Regions from separate parts of the Mus musculus genome. Here region 1 is linked to region 2. Evidence: chromatin contacts called from public promoter capture Hi-C data. All regions are on one chromosome and are shown on one strand. Each heading gives the region's core, a stretch centred on a gene start, on an enhancer-like site or on the middle of the called end of the contact. The rest is flanking DNA. Distances are from core to core; before and after follow the strand shown. Region 1 holds the start of Epb41l4b (erythrocyte membrane protein band 4.1 like 4b). Region 2 overlaps Epb41l4b (erythrocyte membrane protein band 4.1 like 4b).

Region 1 (2,700 bases), core at 94-2,593, 97 kb after region 2:
TACAGACTGTCCGGAGGCCTAAACACTCCGGACAATCTGTAACTCATCTAAAGCTCAATTACTGCGGTGTCTTCAGTCATGCCCAAAGATTCCCGAAGGCACCGTCTGCCGCAGCGCAGTGGGCGCCCGTTAGTGCAGCGTTTGATAGGATCTGACTGGCCCCTTCGGCCAAAAAGGCTCTTTTGGCGGCTGGACTCCCTGTCGGAGACACTGGCGCTGGCCTAGCTTGCCACTGGAACTGGGCCCGGGTGCAACCACCTGTGGGTGTGTGAACCGGACGCAGGCCCTGGTGCTGCCACCCCGGGATGCCCTGAACGAACCACGCAAACTGCCGGGTGTGGGAGAGAGTGGGTAGGCCAGTCCAGAGGGGACCGGGGCCAACTCCCAGCACGCCAAGGCTTATCTCTCCGTTCAAAGCGGACCTGGCCTGAGTTGGCTCCCAAGTCGCTCCACTCCCTGCGAGGTTGTGAGCCAGGGAGCACTTTGGGATAGGCTCCCTATGGGGGCCATCCACGGGGAATCGGGAGAAGGCAGAGCGGCAAAACTGTTCCCTAAGCCTCTTCCCAAACTTGGGGCACCTGCTGAGCAGCAGGCAAGGATTTCTTCTCCACCAAGGCCTGATACCCAAAGCGGGATACCCCGGAACAGCCCTGCGTCGCTTGAAAAATTCTACTCAATCCAGCAGCCGAAGGCCAACATTGGCAGGGAATGCCAGCCACCTGCGCCAAGGGGAGGGGACGTAGGGACGTGTGCATGGGATAGCATGGGGTAGGAGTGAGGCACAAAAATCCTAGGTGGTCGCCAAAGAAGGGCGCCGCAACCCTGCGGTTGCAAGGTGCCAAAGACTGGGCCCCAGAGCATACCCGGGCTGGTGGTCTGGGAGGGTTCATGGCTGGGGAAGATTGGCAGAAGATGGGGGAGGGGTCCCCAAAAAACAGCCCGGGTAGCTTCCCAGAGAGAAAGAAAGACTGGGACAGGGGGTTCTGACCCAAGCAGAGCAGGCTGCTAGTGCCCCGCACGCGCCGCGTCACTCACCGGCAGGTCCACGCTCACTTCGGTTCCGTCGAGCAGGAAGACACGGCAGTAAAGGGTGGCCTTGGCAGCTCCCGAGGCGGAGATGTGCACAGCCGCGCCGCCGGTGAGCAGGGGCCCGCCGCCGGCCGGGAATACGCTGCCCCCGGGCGCGGCGGGCAGCACCGAGGAGCTGGCGGCGGCAGCCGGGCCCCCTCGCGGCCCCCCGTCGCGCTCGTCCCCCAGCCCGGCGGCCCCGCGCCCCGCCGCGCCCCGCGCGTAGCGCTGCATGGAGCGGCGGCCAAAGGTCCGGCGCAGGAACCGCAGCATCCTGGCCGGGGGCGCCCCCTGCCTCCGCCCCCTGCGCTGCCGCCGCGCCGCCGCCCGGGAGCGCCCGGCGCCGCCGTCAGTGCCCGCCGCGCCGCGCCGCCTCCCGCGGGCTGCGGCCCGGGGCTCGCTCCCGCCCCAGCCGAGGCCGCCGCCGCGCTCCGGCCGCCCGCGGGACGCGTCGGCCGGGCCAGCGCCCGCCGAGAGTAGCCGCGCGGGAGAGAACGCGCACAGGCGGCCCGGGGGACCGTCCCGCTGCTGTCGCCGCTGTCGCTGCCGCGCGCTTGGGGCGGTCGGTCGGTGCCGGCTGCTGCGTGGCCGCTGCCCCGCGAAGAGCGCCGCGGGGGGACCCGGCTGCGGGCTGCTCCCGCGCCGCGCGCCGGCCGAGGGCCAGCCGGAGCAAAGCGCCTGCGTGCTCCCGGCGCGCTCGCTCCCACTCGCGCCGCGCCCGGCCCGAGGAGGCCCCCGCCGAGCGCCCGCTCCCGGGGCGCCTTTTCCTGCGCCCGCAGCCCCCGCCTCCCACCTGGGAGGGCTGCACCTCCAGCCGCCGCCGCCGGCACTGCAGCACGCCCTCCTCCCCCGGGGCTGCGCCGGGCTTGTGCTGCCCCCTGCCGGCCCGAGCGCCCCCTGCTGCTGTAGGTGCGCTCACGTGCGTACACGTAGGTGAGCACACACGTGTTTCCGGGCGCGCAGGACCCCCTAGAAGTCCAAGAGTTCCTCCTGCTTGACCAGATGAAGAAAATAAGACTGTCTCCTTCCAGGGAAGTCTTACCCCTAGGGCAAAGAAAAACACGGCTCTTTCTGGAAGAAAAACAAAAACAAAAACAAAACACCAACCGTACTCAGTTTCTCCTTCTGCAGAAGTGGAGTAGGCGACCTAGAAGGTCCCTGCCACTTAATGAAATTCTATCTGCTTAAAATCTCAACCCTGGCTGGAGCTTTAACCTGCCAGTCCAACGGACCCGTTCCAAACAAGAAAATTGAGGCCTGCGAGGAGGGGAAGTACTTTTCCATACTCCTTTGGAGACACCCTGCTTCAAGGACCTCGCCCATGCCCAGAATTAAGGAAAGGTCCTGCATAAGCTATTGCTACTGAGAAGGTTGGTCAAGGTTGGACAGACTCCTGGGAAGCGAAGCAGAACATAAGAATGAATTGCATAGGGCACATGGAGCAAACTGGAGACAGCGAATTGCTAACAATCAATGCCCACAGGTTCAGGGTTTGCCCACAGACAAGTGAGTTGTCCTGTGTTGCAGAAAGGAATGTGGGAAATGAAGCTGAAAGGAGGCCAGGCCTTTGGGGAGAATAACACTACTGTTTATCAGGCCCTAATTTTGTGCCAGACATTACGGTAAGCCCTT
Region 2 (2,700 bases), core at 61-2,560:
GGATAGACTCAAAAACATGCAGCAACATTCTAGCCTTAGGGACATCGGCCAAGGGTCAGGATACTAGGCCAACTCCAGGCTCACTAGAGACTGAGGCTCATGGGGTGTTTGAGATTCTGCAAAGCCACAGTATTTCTAGAATCTACCACCAGAATTGTTACCAGGACAGGGCAAGGAAAGGGTGAGGCTGGACTCAGGGCTTTCTTTTGAAAAGGCCAAGTGAAGGTGCTCCTGAGAAGCTAATCACAACCTTTGCAGTGTACGCAAGTTTTGGGTGACACGGGCCCTGGGGATCTAAGCTGGGATAAGAAACCACAGAACCTTATAATGGAGTCCTCAATACCCTCTGGTTCTATAGGTTTAAACTCAGGCAGATGTTAAAGCCACTAGGAAAACTCTTATATGCTACTGGAGGGAATGTAAGATGGTTTATTCAGTTTGGAAAAAAAAAAAAAACAAAAACAAAACAGCCTGGTGGGTCCTCAAAGAGTTAAAGATATCATTGCATGGTCCAGCAATTTACGCCAAGATAAGAATCCAAGGGAAAAAAAGATCCATGAAAAACTTGTACCTGAATGCTCATTCAGTATTATTCATAATCACGCAAAGGTAGAAGCAATCGAGTTCATCCATTAACAGATAGTCAAAATGTGGTTATCACTACAGTGGGAAATTACAAAGCCATGAAAAAGACGTGAACCCCAGGATCATGTTATAATTTAAATGAACCTTGAAAACACTATGCTATCTTGAAGAAGATGGATATCAAAGGCTACATACGTGATTCCTCTTATAGGACATGTGTAGACCAGACAAGTGGGGGGAAGCTTAGGAGTTATTTAGAAGTAACTCGGAAGTAGGAGGAATCAGGATTGACAGTCTATTGTTACTGAATTTCTTGGGGAGGAATGCAATGTTCCTAAAATAGCAAAAACCATGACCAAACAACATCATGCATATAACCAACTGTATATTTTGCTGAACTGTGCACTATGCGAGACAGATCCCAGTAAAGCTGGAGATCTTTGGAAATATGGATGTTATTCTCCTCTAGACATGGTCACCTATCTCTAAATCCTGCAGCTGGCCTGGGAACTACCACCTTTCTCCAACCTGCAACCAGCTCACTTTGCATATGGGCTCACCATGGGAGGGGAGGGGAGCAGGTCACACAGCCGGAGACCAGCAGCTGAGTCCGGGACACAATCCAGGCCTCCCACCTTTCCACTCGGTGCCCCAAGGGCTGCCCATCTGCTGTGTCTTACCATCTGCTCAGCTTCTATTTAAGGCAGCATGGAGTACTCATCAGGAGAATCCAAGTCCTCCTCAAAAGCCTCGGGCTGAGACACCCTCACGCTCTTTACCATCCAGTAAGCTCAGCAGGAACAGAACCCGCCATATGTATTTGTGTCCCAGCTGTGCTGGAAGAAGGGCTGGTTCATGGGAGGCCAGCAAAAGCCTCAGTCCACTCAGTCAATAGTCCGGGACCAGCTCTGTTGTCTGGCACTGTGCCAGGCACGGCAGTCGGCAGGGGAAGGACTTCAGTCTAGCCTGAGACATTGTTAGAGGAGACCTCCTGGGGTAGACATGCTTGAAGTAAGGAAGTCCTGACAGTTATGGAAGAGTGGACAGGGGCAGGGGAACACTGGACATTGTAAGAGAAGGGTTCTTCAACTTCTAAGGCCTGGAGCTGACAGGGTATACTAGGCATTGGGTGTGGAGGTCTTGCATAGCTTTGGTGTGTGCCTAAGAGTAGGTATCCTGCTGTTTCTCTTCTTGTCTCCCATCTGGATGACAAACCCATGGGGATTGATGGGAAATTGACATATGTTTTTTCTGAAATGAAGAACCACTTCACCCTCCTGAAAGGAGCAGTCTGTGCCTGCTCAGGAAGCTGAGGTGCCCTCTTTGCTCCACTGGTCACTAGGCTGAGTAATCGCAGGCTCCATGCCACTTTCCCCAACCCACTCCAAGGAGTTCAGTGCACTTCTGGGCCCCTACCCTGGCTCGCCATCTTGTGCCCCACAGATGTTTCAGCATCCGCCATGAGTGCTCTGTAGCCCAAGCCCCTACCCTGGATTCCTGTGGTGCCATCACCCTTCATCCTTTATCCTTTGGTTCTGGGGTGGTAAGCAGTTTCCAATTACTCTCATGTTGGGATTGCTTCAGTGGTACTTCAGGTCCAGTTCTTTTGTCCTTTGTATAATCGAGCCTTGTATGAAAGTCCCTCTGTAGGAAATGCCTAGATTCGTTTCCATTTTCCTGATTGCTCTTGCCAGACACAGGTTAACCCGCCCGGTCAGCACTACTCCAGCTTTTCCTCCCACAGCACTGGACTGGTCTGTTTCTTTGTTACTCACCATGTTGTTACTTTGTTGCTTTTCTTTTAGTGTCACCACACACAGTAGCCTAACCCTGATTTCCTTTCTCACACAGTCCTGTTTCTTCTTTCAAGTCAAATATGTCCTGACTGCTCCCTTTCTTTAGCTTAGATTTCAATTTCTTTCTCTTTGTTCTGGAAGCTTCTGCAGTTAGTCTATTCCAGTTGAGAAGGCAGGAGAAACAAACGAGAAAGCGTCTGTGCTTCGCATACATGTGTTTCTTTAGAGTTCAAGCTTACCATGGAAGCCTCCCATTGGCATTCCAGTTTGGAGCATTAAATGCTGTGCTTCAGGAGACCATATACGTAAGGCACATCCT

What was found. Promoter capture Hi-C pulls out the DNA fragments that hold promoters and counts their contacts.
Region 1: a contact with region 2 is called in a promoter capture Hi-C map of hippocampal neurons, with 4 times the contacts expected there. The contact joins the promoter of Epb41l4b here to the enhancer-like site in region 2. A contact is called at or near these places in 7 of 39 promoter capture datasets (cranial neural crest, embryonic stem cells, epiblast stem cells and 4 more), 15 of 484 Hi-C or Micro-C datasets (CD4 T cells, CD4 single positive thymocytes, brain and 7 more), 12 of 115 datasets of contacts at active chromatin or transcription factors (the 230-238 cell line, bone marrow-derived macrophages, embryonic hindbrain and 6 more) and 5 of 9 other capture datasets (adipose tissue, embryonic stem cells, liver and 2 more).

What each region holds. Positions count from the first base shown.
Region 1 is chr4:57,141,813-57,144,512 of GRCm38.p6, forward strand. Epb41l4b (erythrocyte membrane protein band 4.1 like 4b) reads right to left here and starts at 1,344. Exons shown (of 25, transcript NM_001355492.1): 1 at 1,036-1,344. The coding sequence starts at 1,341. It overlaps LOC108168956, which reads right to left. Exons shown (of 2, transcript XM_017320489.1): 2 at 1,446-2,179. The coding sequence ends at 1,446.
Region 2 is chr4:57,045,016-57,047,715 of GRCm38.p6, forward strand. All of the region lies in intron 15 of Epb41l4b (erythrocyte membrane protein band 4.1 like 4b), which reads right to left. Among named protein-coding and RNA genes, the nearest start is that of Gm34738, 3.7 kb to the right of the region's middle. Within about 2 kb of position 1,311, at least 8 of the 459 cell types and tissues checked have an H3K27ac peak or open chromatin away from gene starts, as enhancers often do. A contact at or near this core is called in hippocampal neurons, where this site is marked.